Regions from separate parts of the Mus musculus genome. Here region 2 is linked to region 1. The links are chromatin contacts, called in public promoter capture Hi-C maps. All regions are on one chromosome and are shown on one strand. Each heading gives the region's core, a stretch centred on a gene start, on an enhancer-like site or on the middle of the called end of the contact. The rest is flanking DNA. Distances are from core to core; before and after follow the strand shown. Region 1 holds the start of Cdkn1c (cyclin-dependent kinase inhibitor 1C (P57)). Region 2 holds the start of Mrgprf (MAS-related GPR, member F).

Region 1 (7,016 bases), core at 1,013-3,512:
TTACATAAATGATTTAAAGCTTTACACCTTGGGACCAGCGTACTCCTTGCACATGGTACAGAGTGTTCTCAATACATTGCACAGTTTTCAGATTTCCACAAAACCGTGGGCTGCTCTACGCAACCATCTCCGGTTCCTGCTACATGAACGAAAGGTCCCAGCCGAAGCCCAGAGTTCTTCCATCGTCCGCTGCCCAGATGCCCAGCAAGTTCTCTCTGGCCGTTAGCCTCTAAACTGTGGGAAGAGGGACTCAGGTGAGCAGGCATAGCGGGAACCCCCCGGGGGCGGCCCCTCCGCGACCCCCGTGGGGGACGCCAGACTCACCTAACTCATCTCAGACGTTTGCGCGGGGTCTGCTCCACCGCGCCCACCCCAGGAGCCACGTTTGGAGAGGGACACCCTGGAGGGACGTCGTTCGACGCCTTGTTCTCCTGCGCAGTTCTCTTGCGCTTGGCGAAGAAGTCTGCGGGCGACAACGCGCGTCGGTCAGGGCGGGGCCGGCCCAGAGACCCGCGAGGAGACCCGCGGAGTGCGCAGGGCGCGGGGCCGGGGTGGGGGCGCCATCCCCGCCCGCGCCGAGGTCCGCGGCGGGTCAGCTTTGTTTACGTCGCCGCGCAATGTGCTGTGTAAGCATTTCCCCTTGTCCCGCGGCCAAGCCCCCCGGGGCTGCCGCCGCACTTAACCCCCTCCATGCCGCACACACGGCTCCCTAAGGGGCTCCCGCGGCCCGAGCCAAAGACCGCGATCCGAGTGGGTCGCGGCCAGGCTCGCCCTCCCACTGCACGCTCGGGAGCCTTAGCTGCACCCCTACCAGTAGGAAAGGGGTGCGGGCGCAACCGCGCCCTAAGCGCCGCGGGCCCTTTAATGCCACGGGAGGAGGCGGGGACCGGGCGAGGCCCCCGAGGGCGAGGGAGAGCCCGGCCGGCCGGACAAAGCGAGGCCGGGCCGGGGCGGGGCCGTGCGGGGCTCACCGGAGATGAGAGGCCCCGACAGCTTCTTGATCGCACCGTTCGCATTGGCCGCAGCAGTCCCGGGTGCAGGACGTCCTGGAATCCCCGAGAGAGGCTGGTCCTTCAGCTCCTGGCCGCGCTGCTCTTGATTCTCGTCCTGCTCCTCGACCGGCTCCCCATTCTGCTCCTCGACCGGCTCCGCACCCTGCTCCTCGACCGGCTCCGCGCCCTGCTCCTCCTCCGGCTCCTCGTCCTTCTCCTCGACCGGCTCTGCGCCCTGCTCCTCGCCCTGCTCAGAGACCGGCTCAGTTCCCAGCTCATCACCCGGCTCAGCACCCGACTCCTCGCCCTGCTCAGAGACCTGCTCAGGGACCTGTTCCTCGCCGTCCCGAGTCGCCACGTCCGGGTTCGCGTCCGGGATCGGGTCCGGAGTCGGGTCGGAGGTCGCGACCAGGGTCACCTCCGGAATTGGGTCTGAGGTCAGATCTGAAGCCGGGGCCGGGGTCGCGGGTGGGGTGGGCTCCGCGACCACGGCCGAGGCTGGGGCGCTGGGCGGCTGCTCAGGCGCCTCCTCTAGGCCGTCGGGGGCCTCGCCAGCCGGCGGCCCAGAACGCGGGATGACAGCCACGGCCACCGGGGGTGGCCGGGGCCCCAGCTGCAGGCGACAGCGCCCCACCTGCACCGTCTCGCGGTAGAAGGCGGGCACAGACTCGCTGTCCACCTCCATCCACTGCAGACGACCAGGGCCTCGAAGAGGCACATCCTGCTGGAAGTTGAAGTCCCAGCGGTTCTGGTCCTCGGCGTTCAGCTCGGCCAGGCGCATCCGCAGCTCGCGGCCCAGCTCCTCGTGGTCTACAGGCCCGAAGAGGCTGCGGCAGGCGCTGCTACGCGCTATCACTGGGAAGGTATCGCTGGAGGCCAAGCGTTCCATCGCTGTTCTGCTGCGGAGGTACACGTCGGACATGCCCATGGTCGAAGGCTGTGCAAACGCGGGCAGCGAGAAAGAAGGGAACGGGAGGAGAAGGAAGAGGGGAGAGGAGGAGGGCGGAGGCTGGGCGTGGGTGAGACCCCTTGCACAGCCCGCGTCCGCCTCTGCCTAAGGACGCAGCGGCTACCTGGCTGATTGGTGATGGACGGCTCCTGCGTCTGGATCGCTTGTCCTGTCCAGCTTGGGCCGCGCCCCCTCGGAGCTTGCCTGCCTGTTCGCTTGCTCTCAGTCGGGCCTAGCCGGCACCCCTCGAGCACAGCGCACTCGGCCTGTGGAACGCCCAGCCCGCTGCGCCCCTTTATACGCGCTGGCCCCACCCCCGCGCGCGCGGGCCTCCTCACGATTAGCATAATGTAGTATTTTCAGTTTCAACAACACCGCGGCGATTGGAGGGTGCAGCCCGCCCCGCCCACAGAGGCCCTGCCCCCGCGCCACGCTCATTGGCTGCGCGCACACACCCCCGGGGCCGGGCGGGGCGGGTGACGGGCGGGCGCTGATTGGCGGCCGCACGGCGAGCGGGCTGCGCGGGACAAGGGGCGGGGCTCGAGTTAAAGAGCTCTGCGGGCGGTAACGTGACACCGCGACGCCCCTCCCCCTCGCCCCATCCCCCCCCCCGCCCCCCGCGGGCTCCTTTGTCTGCAGGCGGGGGCTCGCGCAGCCGCGACGCGCGCGCCCCCTCGGACCATGGAGCTGGGCACAGCCCCTCGGCGATGCCGACGTCGGTGAAGGTCCCTCGGTCCCCGCAGCCCGCGCTAGCCCTAGGACTGCACCAACTGATTAGGGCTTTAACCTACTACTACCAGCTGGGTCCTGGTCCTGGCAGTACCGTGGCTGGATCCACCCTCTACACCCAGGCCTAAGTATCTGCCTTCGAGGCATCTGCACACCTGCTGGCCCTAAGACCCTCTATCACGGAGTTAGAGACAGGGGTCACATCCATTCTTTTCCTGAGGAACAATACTGTAGAGATCTAAAAGATCTGTAGCCTGGTCTATAATAGGCCCACCTACCCGGGAGATGAGACACAAGTTGGGCCCATCCTAGCCTGTACCTACATCACTGATAGATGCCTAGGACCTTAGGTTTGGGTCAGGCCATATTCGACCCCCAGTTCTGCCTACCTTAGTTGGCTGGAAGTAGTTATGCTAGAAAAGAGAGAATGACCCCTCCTCCACAGCAGTGCCTCTTGGTGGGGCCCTGAATACTCACACAAACACACCCGACATGGCCTGACAGAGCCCCCCCCCCGCCCCCCGCCCCTGCTGCCTCCGCTACCGCCGCCAAAAGGAGTTCATTATTTAGGGCAGGGAGTCGAGAAGGTGACTCAGGCATGTGCCAGGAGCTGGCCCCCTCCCCCCGCCCTGGGGAACCAGGACTTCCGGACATACTTGAAAGGCCCTGCAGAGCCCCAAGCTCTCAGCTCCCAGCAGAGATGCCTGTGAGACTTTTGAGACAGAACCCTATTTACAGGGTTAGGTAAGTTGGGCCAACCCGGGAGTCAAGTCAAACCCTGAAGCCAGGGGCCAGACTGTCCTGGAACAGGTGAGAGACGGGGTTTGGAAGCTGCTCTGGTGGAGAGACCAGAGCCTGTGACCTGTAAGGATTTCTTTTTCTCGGTACACCATATTACAAATCTCTCAGGGCATTGGTATGTCACAGTAATTTTCTTGAGTAAAATAAAACTAATGAGGGCTTTCAAGGGGCCTCATGAACCCCTCATTCACTAAAAGCTAAAATCCACTAGCCCAGGGCAGGAAGGAGGCAGGGCTTTGTTCTGTCCCTGTGTCAAAGCCACATGGGCCTCTTCAGAGACCCTGGTCACAGGACCACACTCCACACTTATTTGTGACCACCTGGCCTCCAGGGTCTCCCCAACAGTCCAAATATCCAGGCTGCAGCTGTCGAGGCTAGAGAAGGTCCACCCTGCCCACAACCTAGGCCAAAGCTGCTGAGAGGACTGACTGAACGTGCTCCCTGGGGTGTGGAGCTACTGGGCCCTATTTGTTGGGAGAAGCAGTCTAGACAGCCAGATAGATCATCTGTGCTGCAGGCTGCCTCACTGGGCATCCCTACCCCAGGATGCTTGCATCACTTGCTTTCTCCTTTCATATTCCCGTTTCATCTGCTTGTTTGTCCGTCTCCACACAGGTTAAAGTGAGCCCTCCACAAGTCTGTAACGGTGAAGTTCCATCAATGCTAGCTAGCATCAACAGACCTGGTAAGCACACTGCTTCCAGAAGCAGGGTTAAGTTCCCCATCTAGCCCTCCAACCCAAGGGACCTGTAGGTAAGTAAACATTTGTCTGGCTACAAGAATCGTCTTCTATTTTTGACATTAAAAATACATCCAAAGGAAACAAGAACATTTTTTTTAACTGTGTTGCTGCGGAGAGTTGGGGGATGGAGCGCTGGTCTGGTGCCCTGGCTCATCAGACGCAAGTTTCCTGACTTCTTTCTTGTGTGGTGTGAAGGGGTATAAGCCGTGGGACCTCGACCTTGGACCTGGTTAGCAAATGAGTCTCTCCCGAAATCTTCCCCCATACCCTTGGGCAGAATGGGTACTTCACCTCTTGCCTCTCCCAGAGCTCCCAGAAAGACCACACATCCAAAGACCATTTCTGCCACCAATTGTTGGCGATATTTCTGTGTGCACCCAATTACATTACAGCCATAGGAGCTCTTTTTCTATGTGCCCACCTGACTGGCCGAATGAGGAACAGAATGAGGGCTGTGGCAAGACTCGGGCACAGCCACGCTGCCAGTGATTGGACTACGAGATAAAATTTGAAAGCTGGAGGTGACTCAGTGGTATGGCACTTGAGATACTTCTCAAGTATGAACGCTGGCTCTGGGTTCCATCCCCAGGGCCGAAAACAAACGAATGAATGAATAGATAGATAGATAAATAAATTTTGTGTCCTAAATCGCTAAAATCCACGGCGCAGTTACTGACTGAAGCTAAAACACAACAGTAGGCAGGCGGACACTTCAGCAGTCTGTTGCGAGGAGGAAACGGGCTGCCTATATTAAAACCTTGCTGTGGCTCCTAGGCGATTAAGGCCAGCTTAACCTACACCCTCCAGCTCTTCGAACCAACTCCGAGATTTGATTAGTGAATCGTAACACAGGAAGCCTATTGGCCCCAGCCCTCCTGCCTTTTCATTCTTAGAGGAGCCTGGAGCAGCTAAGTCAGTTTAGTTTCCCAGAACGTCCCCGGATCGCACTCACAACAACCCGCATAGCTGGTCAGCTACGGGGACTCCAAGCACCCCCAAGGAAGCCGGGTGTTCAGGGTCTTCCAGCCCCTGGCCAGAACAGAGTCCGAGTCTAGGAGGCCTGTCCTTGGCTTCATGCTGCCCCCTGGTGGCCGACTTGAACATCACCAGTTTCTTGGCTGCCTCATGCCTCCCTTTCTTGCCTGCGTGGATGGCTCTCCTGGTCATCCCCACCCCTGACCCAGAGCCCCAGGTTCTGGGGCCTTCCCGGAGTAACCAAGTGTAGAGTTGAGACTTGTCTCCCCTCTGGCTCTTAAAGCTGCCTTCTCAGATTCTAAGACCCTGAGCTGTCATATCAGATAAATTAAGGCCTTGAAGAATTTTCCATGAAACCCTGAGCCACATGTCACCCATCCATCAAGGAAGGTGGAGAATGCAGTCCCAGGGTCAGGACTAGAGGGAGAAGGCCGAAGGGCTGGGTGACACACTTTCTTGCCTCTGGAGACTCCTGGAGGGTCATGGACAGAGAACAGTCCTCCCACAGCCCTTCTGGGGTCTCTTCATATGGGTGACAGGGGTCCAGCTGCCTTCCTGATAATGATGCACCTTCAAGAAATCCAAAAGTGTCTCCATCTTGTGCCTACTGTGGGCTCTGACCAGCATCTGATTTGATCCTGCTTTAATCTAACACCCTGGAGAGAGAGAACAGGGCAAAGACAAAGGCTCAGAGAGATTCAGCACCCTGCCTGAGATCACTCAGCAGTCAGAGTCACTGGTCTCTTAACTAACACTTGGACCAAGCCCTGGATGGAGTTTGACTCTGTTTGCGATGGCGGGAGCCCCTGGAATGTCCCCCCCCCCGTAGTCCCCCAAGTCTCCAACTCCTGCCCTGTTGGTTGGACTGGAGGCTCCGAGGGGTGTGTGCGGTTACAGAAGAACCCCGCCGCCCCAGCAGTAAGCAGCTCCCTGCGCGCACTTGGCGGGGCCCCAGGCGGGCGCAGGGCGAACGCCCTCCCGCACCAGTTCCCGCGCTCGGCTCGCCCCGCCCCCAGGACGGGCTGTTCTTGGGGCCGCTGCCAGACACGTCCTCCGCAGGTGCCGGCCTCTCTCCGGTGACGCGGCCACATGCGGCCCAGGCTCCGATTACAGGGCCTGCCTTGTACTCGGGGTCCGGGCTGGGGGTCCTCACTCCCCAGGAATGGGTGGGAGGGGCAGGGCAGGCCCTGCAGAGGGAGACTACGAACAAGGAACAGCCGCAGGCAGGAGCCGCCCCCAGACACGTGCGGCGGCCGCCTCGCCGCCGCCGCCGCGGTTTGGAGGCGGGGAGCCCGCGCCCAGTTGCATGACTTGACTGAGCCCAGGACCCAGTGTTCTAGAAGTCCAAGACCACTGGGCATCCCCGGATCCTGATGGCCGTCTCGGGCATGAGGGAGTCTAAAGGGCTGGTGCGAACCGAATTCAAACACTGGGCCAGCCCCAAGCTCCCAGCCTTCTTCCCTCTTTCCACAGACCGTGTTCAACGCCTGCTCCCCGGGTCCAGCGGCCCACTTCGCCAAGGAAATAAAAACGTAGATCTTTGTACTCCTGCATTCTCTTCCCCCATTCCCCTTTCTTGTTGGTGCTAGCAGGACACACAATCAGAACCTCCTGCCCACGAGGTGCACTCACAGGATCTCTAGGTCCCTCCAAGCCACCTACCTTTGGCCTAGCTTCCAATAGCTACAGTGTCAGGGGAGCCCAGGACCTGCTGAAGAGACTAGAGGATAGTAAGAGCTCACAGAAAGGAGGGTCTTCACCCTGCACGCACACGCGCACACACACACACACACACAGAGAGAGAGAGAGAGAGAGAGAGAGAGAGAGA
Region 2 (7,211 bases), core at 3,623-6,122, 1.8 Mb after region 1:
AGTAGACCTGTCTGGACTCCAATTCTCACACAAGGTATAAAATGAATTAAAATTTCTAGCTGCCCCGTAGCTGACACACAATCCAGGCATTAGTTTGAGTCATTAAGCAGAGACCCAGGTTAGAATTATATACATTTGCTTTATGTTCAACCTTCCACTTACATTCCTCCATTTCTGGGTTCTCCACAGTTCTGTCCCCAGAGCCAACACTGTTGGGGTTTTCTGAGCCAAATGGAAATGATAATGAATTCTTAGGTGGATGGGAAGATGGATGGATGAATTTGTGTACAAGTAAATGGATTACTGCATGAATGAGTGGATTCATCCATGGATGGGCTGTGAAGAGATGGACGGGTGAGAGATGAGTGTGTTCCTGTGTGGATGGATGGATGCATGCATGGGTCAGTAGACAGGTGGGTGATAGATAGGTAGATAGACAGAGGATAAGTGGATGAGTGGGTGGGTGGACGGAAAAGAGATGTGTGTGTGGACAGATGATAGGTTTGGTGGGTTGAATAAGAAATGCCCCTGTAGGCTCAGTTATTTGAACACTTGGACCTCAGTTGGTAGCACTGTTTGGGAAGGGTTAGGAGATGCATGGTTTAAGGCTTCCTTTAATGTCCAGTTGCATTTTCTGCTTTGTGCTTGTATTTAAAGGTATTAAATTGTATTAAAGCTTCCTGCTCCTACCACCATGCCTTCTGCTTGCTACCATGCCTTCCCTTTCCACCATGATGGACCTAACATTAGCTTTGGGAACTGTAAGGCCAAATAAACTCCTCTGCTGTAAGTTGCCTTGGTTGTGGTGTCCTATCACAACAACAGAAAATTAAGAAATGCAGTAGTGTACAAATAGACAGAAGGATGAGAGACAAATGTATGGGTAGATGGATGGGTAAGTCCATGATACAAGGGTGGGTAGATGGACGAGTAGAAGAACAGATAAATGAAATGTTAGTGGGTGGATGGATGGGAAGATGGATGTATAAATGAATGGACAGGTGGGTGGGTGAATGGACAGACAGACAAACACACAGACAGACAAATGAACAAGTAAAAAAATGGTCTCCCACATGGAAAACAGGAGGTAAGAGAAGCTTCTGGATTTCCTGAGCTGCACTTCTCTTCACTCTCCGCAGCCAGCCTTGCTGCAGAAGGACATGCCACACCCTCTCAAACCCAGGAAAGCCAGAGTGACCTGGGAAAGAAGAACCCTGCTTCTTTATAGCAGGTTCACGTTCCTGGGTATCTATCTGCCTGACTATGGCTGGCCCCCTTGCCCATTCAACACACTCCAAGGACAGAGGCCTTAGCTATCTTGTTCATCCATCCAGTCCTGGTACCCAGGAGGTACTCCATAAGCACTCAGAGTGTGAAGGCAGTGTGGAGTGCTCTGCTGGGCTGCTAGCTGCAGAAGTGCTTGGGATAGCCGATCACACCCATCCTAACAGCCAGAAAGCAGGGCCAGTCATAACCACAGAAGCACACTGCGACATGCCTGTGCCTGAACTGGACTCCTGCCCCAGGACCCCTCAGCAAAGGAGGGGCCCATCCTGAGAGGGAAAAACATAGACAGCTAAATCCATCTGCATGAACACTTTGAGCAGGACAATTAAAAATAAATTTCCCACTAGGTGTGGTGTTGCACACCTATAATCCAAGCACCTAGTGGTATAGATAAAAATATTAAGAATTCAAGGCTAGTCTTGACTACACACACAGTTGAGGACAGCCTGGACTACATAAAACTCTATCTAAAAATTAACTAATTAAAAAATTTCCCTCTTCACTGGAAAGGGTCAGGAGACACCTGTGACAGGAGACAGCTTTCCAAACCATGTGGACAGAACATTAAGAACAAGGATGGCGGGGGCTGGTGAGATGGCTCAGTGGTTAAGAGCACCGACTGCTCTTCCAAAGATCCTGAGTTCAAATCCCAGCAACCACATGGTGGCTCATAACCATCTGAAATAAAATCTGATACTCTCTTCTGGAGTGTCTGAAGACAGCTACAGTGTACTTACATATAATAAATAAATAAATAAATAAATAAATAAATAAATAAATAAATAAATAAATATTTTTTAAAAAAGAACAAGGAAACACAGAAGTGGATGCTCACAGTCAGCTAATAAATGGATTACAGGGCTCCCAATGGAGGAGCTAGAGAAAGTAGCCAAGGAGCTAAAGGGATCTGCAACCCTATAGGCGGAACAACATTATGAACTAACCAGTACCCCGGAGCTCTTGACTCTAGCTGCATATATATCAAAAGATGGCCTAGTCGGCCATCACTGGAAAGAGAGGCCCATTGGACACGCAAACTTTATATGCCCCAGTACAGGGGAACGCCAGGGCCAAAAAGGGGGAGTGGGTGGGTAGGGGATTGGGGGTGGGTGGGTATGGGGGACTTTTGGTATAGCATTGGAAATGTAAATGAGCTAAATACCTAATAAAAAATGGAAAAAAAAAAGAACAAGGATGGCTCAGTGGGTAAAGGTGCTTGCCACCAAGTCTGATGACCTGAGTTCAGCCACTTGGATCCATATGGTAGAAGGAAAGGGCTGACTTTCTCAGTTGTCTTCTGACATCCACAGGTGTCCTGCAGCAATATAATATATTAATTATATTAATAAAAATACAATATATTTTTTAGAAAGAACAAAAGCCATGTCCCCCAGGCCCCATCTGTTCACCTCAAGTCTATCCTCAGAGTCCTGATTGAGTGAATGAATGATGCCAATCACTTGGCAACGGTGATTGGCTTGATGCCACTCAAGACCAGACATGAATTTTAGAGGTCCAGTAAGGGTAGTTCTCCCAGGCACCCAAGCCCCTGTTGCCACCCCCAAAAGAAACCTCCCAAAGTAAGATGTGATTTTCCAGGGTCTTTAATGCCTGGAGGCAGCCATAGGACACCCCCACACACATGGGGCAAGGTCCTCTCTACTGTCCCTGTGGGAACCTAACCTCTGGGCCTCCTCCCCACACAGCCTCAGACCCATTTCTGCAGGATGACACAGGTGATTGCTGTAAACTACTCGTCTGTGTCTTCCTCAGAACTCATGCTAAAATGGTCACCCCAAGGGGATAGTGACTAGGTTATAGACACTGAACCTTCCTGAAGGGGATGAATGAAAAGGACTCAGAGATCCTTGGTCCCTTGCTGTGAGGACTTGGCCAGCAGGTGTGTCTGTGATTCAGAGAATGGTGATGGTGCTTCTGCCAGGCTGTCCAGTCTGCAGAGCTCAGAGAAAGAATCTCCAGTGCTCATGAACATGGGCCATGGCCATAGCACCCCCAGTGGACAGGTCAGCAGCTTCAGGGACCCTGCAAACTCAGGGACCCGAAGACAAGCTCCCTTTAATAAGCACCTCTCTCTTGTTTTGTCAAAGAAACATATTTCCAAACCAAATAAGGCTGAGGACTCAGTAGCCTCTGCCCACTTCACACAATTCCTTTTAAGTGTCCAAGCGCAATTATACTTGGCCAGTGCTGGGCTTAGGCCTCCCCCCCCCCCCCCCGCCTCCCAGTGTAAACAAGTGGCCCAGCTGGGACACAGCTGCCTGCTCTGGTGGAGGAGGCAGGGTCACCATCCTTCCCTGCTGCCTGCCTAACCTCTCTCAGCCTCTAGAATCTCAGAAAAATCCCTATCCCCACACCCCGCCCCGCCTCCAAGTCCCAGGAAGCCAGCTGGCCTCAAACAGGCAACCATCCAAGGCTCCCTGATCTCAGGTTAGTTTGGTGCAAGGGACAGAGAGGTTTCTTCATGGGCAGAAGGAGGAGGCTCCAGCGCAGGTGCAAGAAGAGATCTATTTCTGGGCTCCCTGTAAGATGCCCACAAGGCACACCTCCCCCAATCTGGGCACTGTTCACTCCCATAGGAAAGTGTGGCATTCCCTCAGGCTTCTTGGGTCATGAGAAAGTTGGCCCAGGGCAGAAAAAGGCCTCAGCACCCCACCCTCATCGCCAACCCTCTGCTCCCTCCATACCCACCCAGGCTTGGGCTCCATGCCCTGGCCACTAACTTTTTCCAAGACCCCTTCTCGTGGGGGAGGGTGACTCATCTTCACTGAGGAGCACACGCACCAGGCATGGTTGCTCGCCAACTTCCCTGCTCAGCCCAAGTGAGCAAGGGCTGTGATTTTCCATTTGTGACATCTGATTGTTATTAGAGCTAGAGAGAAGGGAATTCCTGGTTCCACAGGCCCCAGGGGTCCCCCAGGAAGGTTCTGGGGTGGCAAGGGGGGTGGGTTGGTGCCATCTGGGTCATGTGGCCTTCTCTCTGACACTTCTCCCCCACTCTCCATAGAGTTCCCTCACCTGCTGCTTCTTGGCTTCTCTGTGCCAGTCCCTCAGTCAGTTCAAATAATGGAGAGAACATTCCCTATAACCTCCCCACGATCACCACCTGCCCTGAAATGCCCACTGGAAACAGGCTGAAGGCATCAAGCAAGTGACAACCCGGAGCTCCCTCTACTGGGGCAGCCCTCTGGAGCTGCAGGATACTAGATACTAACATCTGGACTCCCGCCCCAGTGCTCAGGCCAACGTGACGTCATCAGGCAGAGAGATGAGTTCCCAGTGGGGATGGGGGAAAAGGCTCCTGAACTGGGCATTCCTTCCCCAAGCCTCATCACTGTTCAGCTCCTCCTCCTCCTCCTCCTCCTCCTCCTCCTCCTCCTCCTCCTCCTCCTCCTCCTCCTCTTTTTTCTCCTCCTCTAACTCTCCCCTCCCCCTTCTGCCTGGCCTGGAATTGGGTTTGGGGCGGGTTCTGTTTCCAAAGCCATCTCCAACAGGCAAGGCGGGTGAGGGCTCGTCCTCCCTCCACCCTGAGCCTGAATTTTCCGAGGCTCCAGGCAGTACTTGGCTAGCCTGCTGCCCGTGGGTCAGCAAACTCGGAGTCCCAGGAGAAGATCTCTACGAAGGGAACTCGGAGGATCAGGACAGCCACAGGTAGCACTCTGGGACCCAGGGACTAGGGGAGGGAGACCAGGGACAGGGGCTTCAGGATCAGGATCAGGGGCTGTAGGGTGAAGGCTGGACAGGGCAAGCAATTGAGATTGGCAGCCTCAAGGCAGGGAAATGGCCACTGCCATGACAGGCAGCTTGCAGAAGTCCCACCTCTCTGAGCACAGAGCCATGAAACCCTAGAGTGAAGCTGTTCCCATCTAGAAGACCTGTTCCACTCTTCCCACAGGTCTGAGTATCCCAGGGATATAGGAGGCTTTAAGAGTCCCCCTCTTGTGTTGCATCTCCTGATCCCCTACTCAGATGACACCCTACCTCTACCTCTAGCCCCAAGACATCCTCCAATTCCAGCCCCCATCTTGTCCTCCTGAGGGTGGGGGCTCCCTATCCTTCCTTCAACCTTACATCCAAGCCGGGTTTCTGGAAGAGTTTGAAGGGAACACCCAGTGGGCGATGGTCCAAGTGCAGAGTTCTGGTTCTCATTGCTCAGGGATGCCGCTGGCCATGAGGACAGCAGTGGGCAACTCTGTTGGGGGCATTTGGGGACTAGCAACACAAGGTCAGACAACTGATAGTCTCAGCTTCTTCCCCTCCAGCCAGGTCTGGTGCTGGTGTTGGCTTCACATGAAGCTGTTTGCCAGAGAGTTCTGTTCCCCCTCAGAGAAAGTCTTCTGTCAAGTTGTGAGCAAAGGCTTGAGTCTTAGGCAGAAACACAGGCTTTCTGTGTATCCCGGACAGCAGCAGACTGGCCAATGCCCAGGCCGGGTCATAGCTAAGGCATGAGGAGAGAGACTGGGGTATGGTGTAGTAGAAGTGAAATGACCAAGACAGCTCCCTTAGGGCTGGTCTGTCCAACTGTCAATCTAAGAAGGTAAACAGGTGGCCCACTATCGGTTTGGAGGGGAGGAGCCAGGGGTGCAGACATGGGAGCCTTTTCCATGGGCTTTAGTGAAGTGGGTTCTGTCATGGCTCAGATCCTGCCCAGAGCACACACATCCCCATACACACATCCTCATACACGTCTCTCTCTCTCTCACACACACACACACACACACACACACACACACACACACACACACACACACACACATCTTTAATATGGCCCATCTGGGGTCCACTTGGCTTCTGGATCTCTCTGTGTGAGTGAATAACTTTGCAAATAATCTGGAGTAGGACAGGGACCGTGGATAGAGACCAAACCAGTCATAGAGTTGACCTGGGAGCATATTCATCTGTCCCACGGGGCATGTGTCTAGTTGGAGGTTCAGCCTGGTGGCATGAAAGGTCCCCTGAGTCAGGACATCACTGAGGGGGAAAGCTGGGAGTAGCAAGTATCAGAAAGAGTGGCATCAGTAGAGGATGCTGGGGGTGTAGGTACCTAGAAAACCTGGGCTTGCTTCCTTCTATAGCTACAAATGACGCCTGGTGGGAGGGGGCATACTTTGCAGCACCAGCAGTTTGCAACCTCTCTGCACAAACATCACTCATGCCTACGTATTCGGGACACCCAAGCAGGTCCCACAATGAGCCACTCTTAGTCGGTGTACACCAGAAGGAGCAAACAGGTAGCGGGTGGAGGGGGTAGATAGCCAGGGCGGAAATGGGCTCTGTACACTGGTTAGGAGCGTGTCTGTGGGCCTAGGAACACCATCCAATAGAAATGAAGGGTTGGGGTGTGGCTTAAGTCCCCAACATCCTCCCACCCCCGCCCCTCCAGCCGAATGAGGCCTGGAGTTAAGGAGGGGGCGTGACACTTGCGCTGACCGGACAGCCAATGGGTGGACGCAGCTGCCAGGGCCACATATCCAGGAGGAGGCAAGGGCCATGCTCGTGGCGGCTGGGGATCCGCCCTTCTTGAGGAAGGAATTTCTGAGGAGTGGAGCAGTGTGCTGCCCACGTCCCTGTTCAGGGAGAGGAGGGTCTGGCAGCCTGTAGCCAGGCCGTGTCCTGAGTCACAGCTTCAGACCTCCCACTTGCTCTATGTGCAGGCAGAAAGCAGGCCGCGGATGGGGCTCAATTCCAAGGAGACCCAGGGTGGATATATTAATGAGCTGTTGCCTGCTAGGGTGGACCAGTCTCAAGCAGGGTCCACCTCTCTCTAGCTTGTCACGCAACACATCTCCAGGCCTCCAGATTGGCTGAATGAGACTGAGTCCTACACCCAGCCTGGAACCAGGGCCACCACAGCAACTTCTTGGTTTGCCACCTCTAAGTGAAGCTTACAGGAGACAGCCACTGAC

The links. Promoter capture Hi-C pulls out the DNA fragments that hold promoters and counts their contacts.
Region 2: a promoter capture Hi-C map of stem cell-derived epiblast-like cells shows a contact between it and region 1, with 4 times the contacts expected there. The contact joins the promoter of Mrgprf here to the promoter of Cdkn1c in region 1.

The regions. Positions count from the first base shown.
Region 1 is chr7:143,458,788-143,465,803 of GRCm38.p6, forward strand. Cdkn1c (cyclin-dependent kinase inhibitor 1C (P57)) reads right to left here and starts at 2,263. Exons shown (of 4, transcript NM_001161624.1): 1 at 2,066-2,263; 2 at 1,008-1,929; 3 at 325-463; 4 at 1-234. The coding sequence starts at 1,920. The coding sequence ends at 330. Gm33663 (a long non-coding RNA gene) reads right to left here. Exons shown (of 3, transcript XR_378640.3): 2 at 6,851-6,896; 3 at 4,548-5,844.
Region 2 is chr7:145,296,037-145,303,247 of GRCm38.p6, forward strand. Mrgprf (MAS-related GPR, member F) reads left to right here and starts at 4,873. Exons shown (of 3, transcript NM_145379.2): 1 at 4,873-4,956.